Regions from separate parts of the Rattus norvegicus genome. Here region 1 is linked to region 2. Evidence: chromatin contacts called from public HiChIP or PLAC-seq data. All regions are on one chromosome and are shown on one strand. Each heading gives the region's core, a stretch centred on a gene start, on an enhancer-like site or on the middle of the called end of the contact. The rest is flanking DNA. Distances are from core to core; before and after follow the strand shown.

Region 1 (4,464 bases), core at 502-3,001, 360 kb before region 2:
TGAGTCAAAGTGCTCTTGGAATATCAGGGTCCAAAGAGTAAGTCACCCACTCTGGAATTTACAACTCTTCCCTCTCTCTGATGTCACAGAACCTGATGTCAAAAAGACTAGCAAGTAGAGGGTTAAAAGGTAAGGTCTCGGGCTGGAGAGATGGCTCAGTGGTTAAGAGTCCTGACTGCTGTTCCAGAGGTCCTGAGTTCAAACCCCAGCAACCACATGGTGGCTCACAACCATCTGTAATGGGATCTGATGCCCTCTTTTGGTGTGTCTGAAGACAGCTACAGTGTACTTAGCTACAGTGTACTTATATATAATAAATGAATAAAAAAAAAAAAAGGTAAGGTCTCAAAGAGAGAAACAGGGCTGAGGGTGTGGCTCAGAGTGCTAACTCAAAGCTCTGGGTTCAACCCAAGTAACTCACAAACAAGCTTGGTGCAGGCCTGTAATCCTAGCACTTGGGGGGTGGAGGTCAAGGGACGGGAGTTCAAGGTCACCAAGGTACAGAGAAAGAGTGAATTTGTGGCCAATCTCAGATTCACCTAATTGTGCCAAAGAAGGAGAAAGAGAATAAAAACCGGGAGTGGGGGGTGTGTGGTAAAAGCACAAGGAACTAACTCTGTAATGGTAGTGGAGTGGGTGGGGTGAGGAGAAGAGACCCAGATCATCCTCCATCATTGTCACCCACCGCTTTAAAATAAACTACACAAACCAAAGTAGATGACTTCAAGGCACCTTGTAAGCTTTCTGCAAATCGGATGACCAAGAAAGCTAAACTTCTCAGTGAGCTGTCTGCTCCAAATCACGGACTACTGGTGCCATTCAGAAACAAGCAGCAGCTGACAGCAGAGAGTGAGTCAAAGACAGCAGGGTGAGGACAGCTGGAGGCCATTAAAATATAAGAAAAGCCATTCAGGCCTAATTCTTCACGGTAGCAAAAGGGCTTAGACGATACAACTGCTAGTAGGTTTGATCTTTATTGCAAGGTATCTTGCCAGGTTTTATTCTAGAAACAAAGAAGGTATTCATCCATTCTGATTACACCAATGAAAGCAACATGGCCAATATTCTGCTTACAAGCTACCTGGCGGGGCTAACCAAGACGTGGGTCCACCAATCTCAGCATATTACCCACTCACTCCAACCGCTCATCACCTGAGCAGCTTGTGTGAACTGCCTGAAGCTGTTTTCACTCCCAGTCTCTACCCCTTTCACTCCAGTTCCTCAGCCAACCATTTAAAGCATCGGTAGGTTCAGCTCTCCCCTGATGCCTGGACCTCACTTAGCCCGCTCAGCACAGGCCTTGGTTTTCAAGAAATCTAGCTAGACCCACCTTATCCGGGTGGCCAGACTCCAAATTTTAAAACTTTGGAGAGCCCGTGAATTATGGTGCACCTCCCTATTAGCTGGAACGGCACACCTCATTTGAGCAACTCTAGCACCTGTGCGATCTGGGGCCCCACAGATCAAACAGGGCTTTGCTATCCCTGGGTACTTTAAGTGCCCAGCCAGGTTCTCGCCCCCACGCATGCGCTCCACTAAGGGGAGAGGAAGAAGGCCAGGAGTTATCATTGCTCCCTCCCTGCGTCCCCAAAACAACGGGACCAGACTATTAAGGTTCCCATGCTCTGTGTGGCCGTAACCAGCAAGTGTCATCCAGGGAGAAGCACGAACGCGAGGTGACCGAGGGACCCCCAGCGCCCCAAAGATTCAATCACACACTTACAATTCAATGCGGCGGGGCCTCCTCGTTTGGTGCTCACAAACCACGACTCCCACAATCTGGTCGTGAAAACTACATGTCCCGAAATGCACCGCTCGGAAAGGAAGCGCCATGATGAAGGGCACCGTTTGATACGCAGGCGCAGTGGCTCCAGGGTGGCTGCAGAGGCGCTGAGGGCAAAGACGGTGTTGCTCCAAGCGCAGGCGCTGTGGGCGCCAGGCCAGTTGCTCAGGGATCTGAGGATATTGAAGAAATCCAAATGGGACCCCTGAGGGTGGTCCGCAGCAGGTGGGGTGCGACCTGAGACCCATTGTTCAAGTGCATTGTTTGTTGACTCCTGTTCTCTAAAGCTGAAGACAAGAGGACCCAGGTTTTTTGTCGTTTTGTTTTTTTAGATTTAGCATTCCTCCGCGGGGACAATATGAATGCGTCCCTGTTGGGATAACTGAAGGATGCCCTGGCATTAGGTTCCCAGTTTCATTTCTAACCAGTGAACCCCGAAAGCGTGCCGGGTAGGGAGGGCAGACAGCAGCCCTGTACAAGATGGCTGTGGAGATGGAAAGTTCTCACCGAGCTCTCCACCTCAACTCCCTCTTTTGTGGAGTGGGGAACTGATGCCCAATGCTGACACTAATGGCAGGGTGGATACTTGAACCCAAGAAATCTACCTTCAGATCTCATTATGCCTCTTTGTGGAGATGAAGTAGAAAATGTTAGCTTGCAGAGGGCTTCACAGACCTGGTTGTGCCATCAAGAGAATATCACTTGAGACTTTTCATTTAATTTAATTCTACGAGGCATATAAAGGACACGCTATAATTATAATATTTCATAAATGATGAAACAGAAACGCAAAGAATGGGTTACCCCCCAGAGGTTTAGTCCAGCATGCGCCAGACATGGGGCTCACCATAGGTTGTGAGACTAGGATCAGATCAGCCCCTATCGCCTGTTCCTTTTGAGATAGCTTTGAATTTGCACTTTATTTAAGACTCAGGCGTGTGGAACCAGCAGGCTAAGCAGAAAGACTCTAAAGGAGACATGGAGAGAAAAAACCCCAGCTGTTTGACTTGGCGTTTTCGTTCGGAAAGCCTCACTTTGGTCTAAGTTGATACTGGAGGGGGAGCTGGGGTAAATGAATCAACAACTGGATACCTGTCCAACGTGTTAGTTACCTGCTGTTAACCCAACAAGAGACTTGACAGAGCATCTTAGGGAAGTAAGGGCTTGTCTAGGCTAGCTAAAGTAGGGTCCACAGCCAGGAGGAGAGTGCTCGAGGCTTGTACTTGCTTGGCCTTCTCCTTTAGGTTCCATCCAGGATCCCAAACCAGGGAATGGTGGAGTCCATGTAGAGTATGTTTACCCCCTCATTATAGCAGTCTATATTCCCCACAGATGTCCCCAGAGGCTTGTCTGTTATCTGAGTCTAGATCCTGTGAAGGTGACCGTATTAACTACCACCTAAAGATGTAGCATTTCTCTTGTTCCCCCTAAATAAAACTGACTGATTGATGTTCATGTCATAAATATACTTAATAAAGTTGACCGATTAATGTTTATGTTGTAAATATGTTTTCCAGTGATGACAAAGTACACGTAATGAAAGCCTGGATTTAGCCACCGATACGTTTTCCTGGCTAACAGATGAGCCAGTGAGCGTTTGGCTTACAGTTTAATTCTACGAGGCCTCTAAAGGACACACTATAATTATAACATCTCACAAATGATAAAAAGGAAATACAAAAAAATTTCTTTTTTTTTTTTTTTGGAGGTTTAGGCCAACCCATGCCAGACCTTGGTAAATTTACAAACACTGGGAAGGAGGCTGTGTTTTGTGTTGTGTTCTGAAGGGGAAAAAAAACTCCCTGTACATGACTTAGACCTGCAAGGGGCATGGCCAGCCGTCTAAATGACTGCATTTCAGAGAGATGTTTGTAGAAGAATTGTTCTTGCAGGGTCTCAGTGTTTGTGTTTCTAAGAGACACTTTTTAGATATAAGAATTATTCCTCAAAGGGAAAGAGAAAGCATTTGTAATTGTAAAAATCTGCTCTAGGAGAGGGTTCAGTAGCCTGTCTGCCTACTTTGGCTGGATTGAACAGTCGGCTCCCCTGGCCCAGGTTCATCTGGATAACCACTGTGAGCTGTTAGAAAAAAATATTAATGTTTATCCGAGTCTCTTAGGATATGAAGGCCAATGAAATAATTTAAACCAAGAATATACGATATTTACTGGTCAAGGTTGGGGCCTATAGTCAGGAAGGAGGCTCAGGGAACCTTGACTTGATACAAAAAACGAAAAGTCATTACCAGGGTAGAAAACCTGGCTGGACACAGCCCCAGGGTAGGATCTCTGGGTCTGAGCTATCCAGGTTGGACATGTTGGTGTGCAACAGGATGTTAGGCTTCTGGTCTGAGGGAGGAAGCCACGTATAGCTCATCTGCTCTTGGAACATGAGAGACTTATCCTAACACCATCTAGTTTCTCTGGTAGCACAAATGCGAACATGTAGGAAGCAGATGTTTCATGCACATCATCTCTCCTATAAAGAGACAGATATCGCAGTTGGCTTTATGGTGTGTGGCCACCAAAACTCACGTTAGAACTTGAGATGAGAGGGAGGCATGGCCTTCTGTGGCGGGAGCTTTACCCTCACTGGGCTGCACTGACTACCAGGGCACACACTGGTATAATGAGGTTGGATCTGGTATTTGGTCGTCCTCCCTCTGCATGCATTAAAGCCGT
Region 2 (4,353 bases), core at 1,164-3,663:
GGGCACTTCCCAAACTCCCCCACCCTAAGCTTCAGTTCCCGCTTCTATTCCTGCCTCAGAGCTTTAAATGCTGTACATTTCTCTCAATAAACGAGACCTTGACAACAGAACTTTTGCTTGGTCTCCTTCTTCTCTTCACCCCCATTTTGGCCCACAGGTAGAAAGCCTCTTCGGGACCCTGAATAACTGGGTCCCCCGCTGGCGGGGACAACAGTTCATCCCAGAGGGGAGTCAACAGAACAGGACGGTAGTAACTGAAGCAAACATGCACTGCTTACTTACTGGCTTGCTCTCCATGGCTTGCTCAGTCTGCTTTCACATACAACGCAGGGTCCACCTGCCCTTGCCACCTGCCATTGGTATACTGCCACCAGTAGGCTGGGCCCTCCCACATCAATCATTAATCAAGAAAGTAGTCCGCAGACTTGCCTACAAGCCAATCTGGGAGAAGCAGTGTCTCGATTGAAGTCTGTGTCTAATTGACAGGCGCATCTCTACTTTGTGTCAAGTTGACACAAACTAACCAGTACAGCCTGTGAAGGCAAACAGGTTGATTCTGTTTTGATACCTTATTGAATCTTGGGATATAAAACATCTGTCTACACTCGAGTAGTTCAATCAGATGTGCTCAGTGCTGAATACACTTTTCCTTAGGCTTATTTAAAGTATTTTGCAGCAATCAAGCAAATCAGAAGTATCCACACTCAACTAGCCAGAGTGTAAGCTGGAGAGAAGTAACTTCACTTCCTGTGCCCATGTGCTCCTGCTCATGTGCCAATCTGTTCAACTTTTAAATTCTACTTTTTAAATAATCCAAAATATTTTTTAAAGTATATCTAAAGATACCCAGATATGTAGGATTTTTTAAATGAACAAAATAATATAAACCACGCAAATTCTGTTGAAAAGTCGTAGAATGGTTAAGTCATAGAATCAACATGGATGTTACTCTGCAGCTGTGCACGTTTATAAAAATGCCATAACTTAGACATTTGCTCATACAAAATGTATTCCTGAGGTTGGAGAGACAGCTCAGCAGTTAAGGACACTGGCTGCTCCTGTGAAGGACCTGTGCTCAGTTCCAAAAACGTCCCCTGGCACCTCACAACCATCTCTAACTGCAGCTCCAAGGGACACAAAGTCCTTTTCTGGACTCTCAAGCAACAGGCACACATGGTGCACATAAATACATGAAGGAAAACACGCATACACATAAAACCATTTTTAAAGGAATGTATTTGCAACCCATATAATTTTCTATCCATCTTCCCTCATATTAAGGTAAAAAGCAAAATTATATATTTTGCTAAATTATATATATCTGCATGTATAAAAAGCACAAACACAAAATAAAGAACTGTCAACTGCTCTATGCACCCAAAATATGTTAATTTTCCCAACACAGTGTAAGGCAATGGTCTACAATACTATGAATAACGATTTTATAGCTCAGAAAACTGAGGCACAGGGAAATTGTGTGCTTAGAGGCCGAGGTCACAAAACTCTAAAGATTCAAGCCTGGGCAGTCTGCCGACTAAAAATATTTGGGTAAACAATTCCCAACTGTGTTAACAGCACAAGACTCAGGGTGGTTGAAAAGAAGGGGGTGTATTCTCCTACTTTTCTCCTGATGACAGTGATGGTGATGATGATGATGATTATACATAGGCATACATACATATATATTAAAAATGACCAATCAACTAAAATGTATTCCTATACTACATCTAAGCAGAGGGGGGTTTTTGTTTTGTTTTGTTTTTTTCTTTTAAATTTAGCACAGAACACCGCGTTACAACCGGGAACCTTGTCGTCGGATGTTGACCTTTTTTTTTTAATTGCGGAAAAGAGTGTGTGTGTTGAAAATGAATATAGAAAAACCGGCCAAGGTGTGCTGGGTTTTTAACTTTCTACATCATCTTTGATTAAACCCTGATTCTAGTTCTGGATTAACTCTGTCCTGAAATGCACACAGAGTCAAAATCTAACAAGTCAGGGCTATGATAAGACTGAGAAGGAAAGGGAAAACTATCAGGCCAGAAGAGCCAAGCAAGACGTTATCCCCTGGGAGATTCGCTTGTGGTTTTTTTGTTTTAAGTAAAGCCTGAAGCATTGTCACAGAACCACACTTTGACAGGTTCTAGACATGGCAGAGATGTTGACGATGCATATGCAAAGAATCTAAATGTAAACCTAGTTTCAGATTTAATTTTCCGATCTTGTTCGGGTTCAAGAGTCTAGCGGGACCACGGCACCTATGGACTACAACTCCCAGCGTGCAAGAGGTTCTTACCCACACGCCCCGGCTCCTGGTGCGTTCATTTCCCAGAAAACCGAGCGATCACGCCGACGCGCGCATGCGCTCTGGCATCACTAGTCTCTTACTTGGGTTTGACCTACAGCTGCCCGGGAAAAGATGGCCGCACCAGCAACATCCGTGCTGTCCCGACAGGTAGAAGCTGACGGGAGGGTCCCTCCTGGGGTTCCCGGTCCCCGACTCCCAGCGCTGCGTGTGAGGCTGTGGCTGAGGGGTCAAGCCGCCCACCAGGGTCGTGGGGCCCGGCCATTTCAGGAAGCGTGGGGCTGATTCGCGTTTTTTCCCCCGTGGGGAGTGGGCACGAATTGCGCTATCTTGACCTTGACATCCAAGAGTCGATGCATAGCTGAGCAGCTGGCAAAAGCATGGGAGAGAGAATTGGGGAAAGCACACGTCTAGCCTTGTTCGTAAACCTGCCAGGGCTAGCTGCTGCTTGGCAGTATTGAGTGTTCGTAAAGCGCATTCCATGTGTTTATAAAGAAGGAAGAAAGGGTTAAACCTCTTCTTTGGCTGGCAGCCAGTAAGTGGTGAGATTGCAACGGGCCAAGTCCAGCAGAAACTGGAATTGGGTGGATCATCTGCCCTGATGATTTTAATTTGTACTTAATTCATAATTTTTATCAAGGCCTGAGAAAGCTTTTTAACCCTCATAGCCAGTTCTAGTCGAGTACACCCTAGAGATGGGAGTATAGACAGTGACCTGTGCCCTTGAGAGGTGCTTTTTAAATGGCATTCCAGGCTTCTCCAGTGACAGACTCAGTGCCTGGTGCTATATGAAAAGATCTTTGGTGTTTGATATCACTTCAATTCCTTAGCACATAGGTTTACTCGAATCAAGGCTGGCCTCCTCTTATGTTCATTAAAGTTTTTCCCAAAGGTGATAGAAATATAAATCCTCCACTTTGCTAAAGCATTTTCCTCAAATGTGATAAAGCTCTTGACTTTTTTTTTTTTTTTTTTAAATTCAATTTTGAGAAGCTAGCATTTTCTTTCTCAACTACCCAGGGAGGAAGGCAGTTGAAAGACAGTTTCTGAAGCAGTTTGGGGTGACTCTCAATAGGGAATGTATAGGTAATAAGGAGCAGTTCCCAGTCATGTAAGCTTTGTGACGATAATGTAAAAGAATTATGCAGCTCTTTGATTGGAATATTTTAACCTATTGCTAAGCTAATGCAGAAACCCTGTCTCATCTATTTTCTTCTGTTCTAAAGGTGCGGAGTTTCAGCACATCTGTGGTCAGGCCCTTTTCGAAGCTTGTAAGGGTATGTCAGCTTGCATTTGTCTGTGGGGGGGGGGTGGTTGGAAAGCAGTGAGGGAGTGAGTTGAACAGAAACACCGTGAAGTGTGTGTGCGATTACTAAACTTGGTCTGCAAGGATAGCAGTTCTCAAACGACTGCCTGGGATGCAGGGGATGCTGTCAGGTGCCTGTCACATAGGGTGGGCTCAACCCTAGTCTTTAATGTTCTAAAATGTACTTGTTTGGGCCAGCAAGAGGGCTCAGTCGGTAAAGGCTGGTGATGACAACACACACACAGGGTATGTATAAAAGAATCTTAAATTGTTTTTTCTAGTATTCCTCCATAGACAAGCTAGCCTTTCCTTCTCTTTTTATGAAGGAGCTATTTGTAACAAAAGAAAGTAAAGTACCCAGATTCTAACATAGTCGATACTCTGTGTTGCCTCTTGACTCTGGCAGCAGTGAGGTATGCCTGCAGTCTGCACCTTTTTTCCCTCAAGTAGAGTCAACACTGACAGGTACTGTTCCAGGCACCAACAACAGTCTGACTGAGCATTGCAGAGGTCTGCTGGCCTCTTTCTTTTTTTTCTTTTTTTTTTTTTTTTTCTTTTTTTTTTTCGGAGCTGGGGACCGAACCCAGGGCCAAGCGCTCTACCACTGAGCTAAATCCCCAACACCCCTTTTCTTTTTAAACCAGGAGTCTGACTGACCCCCATGCAGGCAGCTCCACCCTCTTACGGAATTCGGATTGGAGTGTGGCTGTGTGTGCATTTGTTTTGTAATCCTTTATTACTCGTT

What was found. HiChIP or PLAC-seq counts read pairs in DNA pulled down with a chosen protein or histone mark.
Region 1: an H3K27ac HiChIP or PLAC-seq map of oligodendrocytes shows a contact between it and region 2, with 17 times the contacts expected there. The contact joins the promoter of Smim11 here to the promoter of Atp5po in region 2. A contact is called at or near these places in 1 of 12 Hi-C or Micro-C datasets (prefrontal cortex) and 1 of 1 datasets of contacts at active chromatin or transcription factors (oligodendrocytes).

What each region holds. Positions count from the first base shown.
Region 1 is chr11:45,016,556-45,021,019 of GRCr8, reverse strand. Smim11 (small integral membrane protein 11) reads right to left here and starts at 1,751. Exons shown (of 4, transcript NM_001131000.1): 1 at 1,724-1,751.
Region 2 is chr11:44,655,543-44,659,895 of GRCr8, reverse strand. Atp5po (ATP synthase peripheral stalk subunit OSCP) reads left to right here and starts at 2,413. Exons shown (of 7, transcript NM_138883.1): 1 at 2,413-2,452; 2 at 3,529-3,579. The coding sequence starts at 2,417.